Regions from separate parts of the Mus musculus genome. Here regions 1 and 2 are each linked to region 3. Evidence: chromatin contacts called from public ChIA-PET and HiChIP or PLAC-seq data. All regions are on one chromosome and are shown on one strand. Each heading gives the region's core, a stretch centred on a gene start, on an enhancer-like site or on the middle of the called end of the contact. The rest is flanking DNA. Distances are from core to core; before and after follow the strand shown.

What was found. ChIA-PET counts read pairs in DNA pulled down with a chosen protein or histone mark. HiChIP or PLAC-seq counts read pairs in DNA pulled down with a chosen protein or histone mark.
Region 1: a contact with region 3 is called in an RNA polymerase II ChIA-PET map of effector CD8 T cells, with 15 read pairs. The contact joins the enhancer-like site here to the promoter of Hid1 in region 3. A contact is called at or near these places in 2 of 39 promoter capture datasets (the 3T3-L1 cell line and embryonic stem cells), 1 of 484 Hi-C or Micro-C datasets (embryonic stem cells), 1 of 115 datasets of contacts at active chromatin or transcription factors (effector CD8 T cells) and 3 of 9 other capture datasets (adipose tissue, liver and pancreatic islet).
Region 2: an H3K4me3 HiChIP or PLAC-seq map of the SCID.adh cell line shows a contact between it and region 3, with 22 read pairs. The contact joins the promoter of Jpt1 here to the promoter of Hid1 in region 3. A contact is called at or near these places in 8 of 39 promoter capture datasets (the 3T3-L1 cell line, the C10 cell line, the HPC-7 cell line and 5 more), 2 of 15 datasets of contacts at CTCF or cohesin (CD8 T cells and large pre-B cells), 1 of 484 Hi-C or Micro-C datasets (embryonic fibroblasts), 14 of 115 datasets of contacts at active chromatin or transcription factors (the 230-238 cell line, the SCID.adh cell line, Th17 cells and 6 more) and 4 of 9 other capture datasets (adipose tissue, embryonic stem cells, liver and 1 more).

What each region holds. Positions count from the first base shown.
Region 1 is chr11:115,230,453-115,233,295 of GRCm38.p6, forward strand. All of the region lies in intron 9 of Tmem104 (transmembrane protein 104), which reads left to right. Among named protein-coding and RNA genes, the nearest start is that of Grin2c, 35 kb to the right of the region's middle. Within about 2 kb of position 1,264, at least 112 of the 459 cell types and tissues checked have an H3K27ac peak or open chromatin away from gene starts, as enhancers often do. A contact at or near this core is called in effector CD8 T cells, where this site is marked.
Region 2 is chr11:115,512,727-115,515,734 of GRCm38.p6, forward strand. It overlaps Jpt1 (Jupiter microtubule associated homolog 1), which reads right to left and starts at 1,667. Exons shown (of 5, transcript NM_008258.2): 1 at 1,494-1,667. The coding sequence starts at 1,549.
Region 3 is chr11:115,366,284-115,369,048 of GRCm38.p6, forward strand. It overlaps Hid1 (HID1 domain containing), which reads right to left and starts at 1,473. Exons shown (of 19, transcript NM_001346774.1): 1 at 1,261-1,473. The coding sequence starts at 1,326.

The sequences.
Region 1 (2,843 bases), core at 14-2,513, 140 kb before region 3:
CCTCCCCTGCATCGGGACAGACACTGGCTGTGTTAGGGAGATGGCGCAGTGGGTATAAACCACTCTCTGTACGAGCCTGATAGCCTCACTTGGGCCCCCCCCCCAACCCACGTAAAAGCTGGGCACAGTAGCACAGAGGTCTGGCATCTCAGTTCTTATGGGAAATTGGGAGCAAAAGACAGGATCTCCAGAAACTCGGGGTCTATGCAGCAGTAAACAAGCACTGGGCAGCAGATGAAGCCAGAGCTTCAGTATCTAACTTGCTGCCAACATTCACAGGGACAGGCGAGAGTACACGTTACATGTTACACGTTCTCAGCATCTGGGGGTGGCTTACAACCTCCTGTAACTCCAGCTCCAGGGGGATCTAATGCCTCCGCCCCACTGGCACCTACCTGCATGTACGTGTATGTACCCACATGCAGACAGACAGACAACTAAAACTTCAGGAATAAATATTAAAGAAACTAAGTAAGGGTAGGCAGTGGTGACACATGCCTTTAATCTCAGCACTTGGGAGGCAGAGGCAGGGGACAGGGGGCTAGATCTCTCTCAGTTCAAGGCCAGCCTGGTCTACAGAGTGAGTTCTGGGACAACAGAGCTACACAGAGAAACCCTATCTCAAAAAAAAGAGAGAGAGAGAAAGAAAAAAAGGAAGGGAGGAAGAGAGAGAGAGAGAAAGAAAGAAAGAAGGAAGGAAGGAAGGAAGGAAGGAAAGAAAGAAAGAAAGAAAGAAAGAAAGAAAGAAAGAAAGAAAGAAAGAAAGAAAGAAAGAAAGAAAGAAAGAGAGAGAAAAGAAAGAAGAAAGAAAAGACTCAAGGCCGGCACCAGGTATATAATATTTGAGTTCCTGTCTCAAAGCTGCTATTCCTCCATGGGAACTGCTATCCTGCCTCCTACAGGGCAGAAAAGCTCCAGGTCTACCCTGGGCCTCCTGGGGCCTCCTAGCATCTCCTGAGTGCTGCGGGGCAGGAGGCAGTGGTCCTGAGGGTCTGTGACCTCCATGGGCGCCTGAGCAGAGAGCAGCTAGAAAGGATCCCACACTTGTCTCTTGCTAGCGACACTTCGACACTTCGGCTGTCTTCACTGCCTTCACGGAGACCCTTGGACTCAAATGCCGGGAGTCTCTCAGGCACACTGCTGTGGGTGACAGAGCACAAGGCAGTCATTTTTCTCCATGAGAGACTCAGTCAGACCTTTGAACTTAGAAGACTGGGCCTCCCAGTGACAGAGCCGCCCAGGAAAAGGAAAATTGCTGTTAAGTAGCTAAACCACAGTGAGCGTGGTTAAGCTCCCAGCTGGGGCAGAGGAAGTGCCGCCAGGGTGGCTCTTCTCAGCGAGAGCGAGAAGCAAGAGCGGGCATTTTCCTTCACCTAACCCCAGGTCTTGCTCTGAGGAGAACCAGGCAACAGAATCCCCCAGAAGTCCCCAAAGCCACACCAAACAGCAGGGACCTCAGTCTACCAAACCAAGCCCAGGCCACAGTAAGGGAGTCTCTCCCCTGGGGTTTTTCTAGAACTCCCTTCAGGCAGTGATCTCAGAGGTCCTCGGGAGCCTCTGCCAAGATGTCTGTGAGAAGCAGCTGCGTTGGTGCGGCCCCACAAGGCCGGCCTCCCCTCCCTCCTTCCCACACTTGGCCATCACCCACTCCCTCTCTCCCCTCTCCCCAAATGAGGGCTGTTCCTTTTCAAGAGCTGAGCAGGGAGCTCTGGGAGGCAGTAAGCTGGCCCAGGTTCCAGAAGACAGGAGAAAGAATGGGCACCAAAGGGACCGGAAAATCGTGAATAACTGTGCTGAGCCGGAAGGTTTCTTGCGCTTAATTAGGAATTTGTTCTGCCATCTGTTGAGATGAAGCCGGGGTTGATCTTGGGCCCCCAGAGTTGTGCCCGGGAGCCTCAGGTAGATCTCTCTGAGGACTTTTCTTCTACCCTCCCCTCACTTCAATAGTGGCCTAGGTCTCCTTGAAGGCTTAGGTGGCCTTTACAAATAGCCAGTTGTCCAGGGAAATGTCAAGATATAGGTGACAAATACCACCGTGGATTCGTTGCTTATGCCATACTGGCTGATTTGAGGAGAGCTCTGATTTGTCTGTTTTTAACGTGTGTGGCTGTTTTGCCTGCGTGTGTATGTATGTGCACCATGTAAGGGCCTGGCTCCAGAGGGTATGAGAAAACCATCAGATCCTCTGGGACTGGAGTTACAGACAGTTGTTATCAGCCATGTGGATGCTGGGAAGCAAACCTGGCTCCTCAGTAGTAAGTGCCCTTAACAGCTGAGCCATTACTTCAGCCCTGAGGGCACTTAGGTAGTAAATGCCTCTGAGTTCACCAGGACAGGAAGACTCTACTGTCCAGTAAGGGAGGGCATCCTCCAGGCCAGCATACACCTCCCTGCCAGCCTCTGGTCTTCCAGTTGGCTCTCCTAGGTAGCCATCACAGACTGTCCCTAAGGTGGCCCACTGAGCACAGACCAGGCTTCTGTCCTCTGCCGCCTGCTTCTGTGCTGTGGCAAGGAAGAGTTTCCTTGAGAGACTGTGAAGGATACAGTGAGGCTGAGTAGAAGGTGCTCCTTAGAGCTATGCTTAGCACCTGCTCAGCACTGAGGCAGGGGCATCACCCTTATTGCCAGCTGTCCCAGAATGAACCTCCCTTGGGACTGGCTGTGAGGTCAGGGACGTTACCTCAGCCATGTTCAAAAACAAACTGCTGTGCCCAGGATCAGCACAGCAATCTCTTCTACCCCCTCGCCACACACCCATCTGGGGACCCTGCGCTCCAGCCTGTACCCCACTCCCACCAGAGAGAGATGAGCAGACTCGTTCTTGTTGTTGGGGCACGGGGGAT
Region 2 (3,008 bases), core at 417-2,916, 150 kb after region 3:
CACACAAAACAAAAACCCAGGGCTCAATCTGTCCCTGTGTCCTTTGTAACAAATTACCTCATTTGAAGGATGACAACAAGAGGGAGTGACCCAGTCTCCTAGGTCTAATCTCCAGTTCTGCCCCGCCCTGTAAGCGCTGACCCCTTCAGTTCCCTTCCATCACACCAATTCTTTTACTACTTCCTGAAACTGAAAGCAGTCTGTAGCTGCCCCAGCTTCCTCATAAGACTACTCAAGGAGGCTGCTTTTTGTCAGCAAGTTGTCAAGCCCCTGTGAGAGACACTGCTGTTCCACGCTGCCTTCTTAGCCCCACAAAATGGCTCCCTTTTGTGCCACTTGGTCGGGACCCCAAGGCTTGGTCACACTCAACTGTGGGTCATCATCAATGGAAAATACATGGCCAGAGAACATGGAACCAAGCCTTTGGGAAGATCAAAGAGATGCCTGAAAGCCAACTTAAGGGACTGTGTGCCACTAGCTGAGACGATGTAGATGGACTCCCTCCGCTGAACAAAATATCTTCACCAAGTTAAGTGAGGGGTAGGAAACGGGTCCCAGTCCAGTCACAGAGCTCCTCCCAAAATGCAGTGTACTGGGGACAAGCAAGATCCCAGCTTCCAGGAAGGGATACTACATACTACTGGAGAGACAATGGATGGCTCCCTAGCCCCGCCCAAGCACAGACAACCTCCTCCTCCAAGAGAAGCCTGCTCTGGGGTGAACTCATTCGGCCAAAGTCAATGGGAGAAGTAAAGAAGGCGACATGGAAGGGCAGAGGTCCGAGGACCTGAGCGCAGAAAACCCATTTGAGCAGGCTCACGGCCCCGCGCATTCGGAGGTGGGCGTGGGGAGGGGGAGGAGACCCGATCTCTCCTTTGTTAGGCGCAGGGAGGCACTTTGATAAGAGAGCTCCTGTCCAGGGCTGGAAGTGGAGGGAGGGGATGACCAGCCCCGCCCTACCAGAGGTGCACCTGCTGCGCAGACACGGACACCCCGGCGGGCCACCACGAGGAAAAGAGCCTGCAGACCAGCCGGATCAGTGCTCAGATTTGCTCGCAGCGCCCAAGGCCGGGGCCAGCACACGCCCGAGCCAGAAGCGGGAGCGCATGGCCCTCATGTGGGACAATGGGCCCAGGGCCCTGCAGGCTCCTTGGGCTCCTGGGAGACCAAGCCCACCATCCTGGACCCGACCAGTGTCGCCGCGGGTGGCTGAAAGAAGATCCTCCCGCACACTCTCACCGACTCCAACCTGCCGTACGGCAAAGGGCCGCCACCCACAGTCCCCCTCAGCTGTCGTTACCGGGGAGAAATGAATAGAAGGGACGACTGGGGCGGGGCCACAAGCCGAGGCAGTCCTGCCGCACAAAGCGGCGCCCACTCCTTACTCTGCCACCCTCCCCCGGGCGCGAGCGCGGTGCTCCCGGCCCGTTACCACCAACGCCCCGCGGTCCCCACAAGCCCTGGAGGGCTCGAGCCCTACCCTGTCGCCTTACCGGGAGCTGTTCCTGCTGTTAGGGTCCACACCCTTAAAGGTAGTGGTAGTGGTCATGGCGCCAAGGGGCGAGGTAGGCTGGCCCTGAAAACGCCAAGGGGGACTGGGACCAACAGGCGCAGACGACTCCAAAAGCTAAACCACCAGGGCTCCACGAGCTTCTACCGCCGCGGGGCTCGCCGGACTCCCATTTTATAGAGCCAATAGGGCCCACCCTCCACATGCCGCCATTGGGCAATTTAAAAAGATCTCTTCATTTCTATTGGTTAGCTACAGTGCTAATCATAGATCGGCGTCAGGACGGGCTGCGCGGGAGACGGCTCGGCCTAAGCCCCGCCCCCTTCCTGTACAGAGAAAGGCCGCTGTGGTCTCCCCTCCTCCACGCCCTCGACAATCTGGTGGTGCTCAAGTGTTCACGGTCACTTTAAAAAGTTACTTGAGGGGCTGTCGAGGTGGCTCATAAGGAAAAGCCCTTGCCACCCAGCATGACAACCCGTGTTCAATCTCCAGGACCCACAACGTGTAAGAGACCCAACTCTCTTTTTTTTTTTGTAGAACATGATTTTAATATTTTCAACTGTTAATACTCAACAAGCAGAATAATTATTTTAAGATATACTTCGTTATTATGTCTTCATTTCTGATTTTATTAATTTGGATACTGTCTCTGTCCCTTATAGTTAGTCTGGCCAGGGGTTTATCTATCTTGTTGATTTTCTCAAAGAACCAGTTCCTGGTTTTGTTGATTCTTTGTATAGTTCTTTTTGTTTCTACTTGGTTGATTTCAGCTCTGAGTTTGATTATTTCGGATACCCAACTCTTGAACCTCTGACCTCCACGCACCCACGCACTGAGACACACACACACACACACATACACACTACCTAGCTACCTAAATAGAAAGCTACCTCAGCAGGATGTGTCGGCACTTCCCTGCAATGCCTTAACTTGGGAGACTGAGGCAGGAGGATCACTTTGAGTTTCAAGCCAGTCTGGTCTAAACAGTGAGACCCTGTCAAAAAGAAATGAGGGGGAGGCAGAGAAGGAAAGCAGGAAAGAGAGAAGGGATGTCGTGTTAAGGCCATATGCTAGTACTGCAGAGGACCTAGGTTCAGTTGCCAGCACTCACAGGGCAGCTCCAAACTGTAGCTCCAGTTCCCTGACCTGGGCAGTTACATGCAGGCACACACATGTACACAACGTAAATCTTTTGCCAGGCGATGTAGCACATGCCTTTAATCCTTTAGTCCCAGCACCAACTCAGGAGTCAGAGGCAGGTGGATCTCCGAGTTCTAGGCTAGCCAGAGTTACACAGAGAAACCGTGTTGGAGAGGGAATTTTTTTTTTTTAAGGTCCGAGGTGGGGGTGCTGCACACCCCTAATCCCAGCACCCTGGAGGCAGAAGCAAGATTTCTTAGCCTCAAAAAGGGCGGGGGGCACACAGTGGTCTACACCTTTGAACCCAGCACTAAGGAGGCAGAAGAGTCTAGGACAGCCAAAGATGTTACACAGAGAA
Region 3 (2,765 bases), core at 223-2,722:
ACGTCTGAGGTTCTGGAACAAGCCACAGGAAGCAAAGAGAAGCAGTTCTGGTTTCCGCCAAGTGCCCCTCAGATAGAAACAGGCTCTCTAGAGGCCCTGGCATTCCTTTCCTCGGCCTCTGACCTTCCCAAGGTGGGTAACAGGGTGTGGGAGTAGTGGTCGGCTCTCTGAGGCTGTGACTGGCTGGTTGTGGGTAGGCAGCTCTCCTGATCCCACTCACACTGGCCAAGAACAATATAGAGCTCTGAGAACAGTCGGATGGGGGTGGGGTTCCAGATGGCAGTAGGTCCAGAGCCCTTTGACAGGCAGGGCCTTGGAGAGGCTGCTGGTATCTCCATAACCAGAGTAGCCTGGTTTCCAGAAATAAAGATTGAAGGGACGACAGGGAAGGAACCTTGCTGGGTCAAGAGGTGTGTGCTGAAGGTAGGAGGCAGCTTCTGTGACACTTGTAGACACGGGGGATGGGGGGGGGGAGTGTGGACTGGAGTTACCCATGGCTCCCTCTCCAACAGACCAATGATAATCTCCTCATCCCCGAAACCCCAATCCCTATTCCGGGTGCCAAAAAGCACAGCCAATCAGCTCCACCGGGCCTGGAGAAGCCCCTGGATCATCACTAGCTGGAAAGCTGGCTTCCCTAGGCCTGAGGACAGCTCCTCTTACCCAGCTGCCGCTGCCTGCCACTCTATGAGCTCCCAGGAAGACCTGGGCCTTCCCTACCCTCAGGCATCAGCCAGGGCCCAGAGAGGCCACCGCTGCCACCGCTGCCATCGCGCACCAGCTGTTTTCCCCAACCCAGGCAGGCGCCGGCCCGGCTTTGTTTGCATTGAGTCAGCCGGGGCTGTATGTCCGGGACCATGGGCACTGAGGGGCAGGGAGACCAGCGGGGCGATGGATGGGTAGGTGGGAGCGGGAAGAGGCTGGCTAAGCGAGGCTGCGGGCACCGGGGGGGCGGGACAGGGGGCGGATAACGTTGTCGCCGCCGGCTCCAGGAGTAGGCACACGTCAGCCTAAGGTGGCAGCAGCAGCAGTGCCCGGGAGAGTGTTCCCAGGGGAGAGTAGGCATAGGGTGGGCTCCCAGAGGCAGGGATGGAGCCCTAGTTACAAAGGAAAAGTCCCGTTCCGGTGCTTGTTTCAGCATCCCCCTCTGGATTAGCCGGTCACCCCACCCTCGGGTGAACCGTGTTCACCCAGCCCCCCCGGCCCTGCCCTGCCCCCAGGGCCGGCAGGTGGATGAAGAGGCTGGGCCCCCAGGCGCACCTGCGTCTTGGTGGTCAGCTGGATCACCGCCTTCCGGAAGTTCAGCTTGGAGTCTGCGGATCCCATGTCGATGGACCCCGCTCCAGCCCGACCCCGGATTCCGACTCTGCCGCGGGCTCCGGCTGTGACTCCAGCTCCAGCTCCGCAGCCCCGGCTGCTCTCTGGGGAGCGAAGCTGCGAACCCCGCCTGCCGCAGGCGTCGGCCCCGCCCCTGTGGCTCCGCCTTTAGATCCGCCCCCACGAGGCCCCGCCTCTGCACCTGCCGCTCAGGCCTCCAAGAAGAAGTCCGGAGTTCTCCGTGGAACCCAACTCCTGGTCCTTTCGTCTGCAACTGAGTGTTGTCCTCGATCCTCAGTCCGCAAGACTGAAACCCTCCTGGTATCTCATCTCCTGCCTCCACCTTCATTCTTCATTCCTGCTCAGACCCGCAGTTTCTCCTCCAATCCTCTCTACCTGATGTTCATGCTTTCCTACTATTGTTGCTATCTGAGCTTGCTTGCTTTTTCTCTTTTCTTTTCTTTTCTTTTCTTTTCTTTTCTTTTCTTTTCTTTTCTTTTCTTTTCTTTTCTTTTCTTTTCTTTTCTTTTCTTTCCTTTCCTTTCCTTTCCTTTCCTTTCCTTTTCTTTTCTTTTCCTTTCCTTTCCTTTCTTTTCTTTTCTTTTTCTCCTCTCCTCTCCTCTCCTCTCCTCCCCTCCCCTCCCCTCCTCTCCTCTCCTTTCTTTCTTCCTCCCTTCCTTTCTTTCTGTTTGCTTCTCTTTCTGACCTATCAAATCCACGTGTCTAGCCTTGAAGTTATTCTAACCCTTAAAAGGTTTAGCTCTTGCTTGTGTGGAAGGATGGGCTGACTCAGTGTCCCTGTTCCAGGAAGGCAGCTCAGCAGTGAAAAATCCCTTGGGTCTTGACGCTTATCTAGCTCCCTGGCTTCCCTGAGAACTCTTTGAAGTGTAGAGGACATGACATAAACATCACAGATCCTGGTTTCAGAAGAAAGGAGTTTACCCATGGTATAGCCTAGTACACTGTGTTTGTTTTGTGAGGAGTTTATCGTAGGCTTGCCTCGAACTCACTGTTACTGGTGATGAATTTTTTAATCCATCTCCCAAGTACCAAGGTCACAGGTTCCATGATCACCCTTGGTATTATGGGGTGCTGTAGATTGAACCAAGAGGTTCTTGGATGTTAGGCAAGCACTCTAATTATTAAATTAAGAGTAATAGCTGACAACCCAATAAAAATAGTTGATCCACATATGAGATCTCAGAACTCAGGAGGTGAAGGCAAGAGGGACTGTCATCCTTGGTGAATAGTGAGTTTGAGACCAGCATTGGCAAAATCCAAAATAATCTGGTATTTATCTAATATATATATATCTCATAGCAAGCCAGGACAGCAGGACAGCCAGGGCCATGTATGATGTATGTGTCCCACCCCTCACACAATCATGTTACTGTGTCTAGAAGTTTCTGAGAATCCTGGATAGTTCTAAACAACATGACTTTAATCTA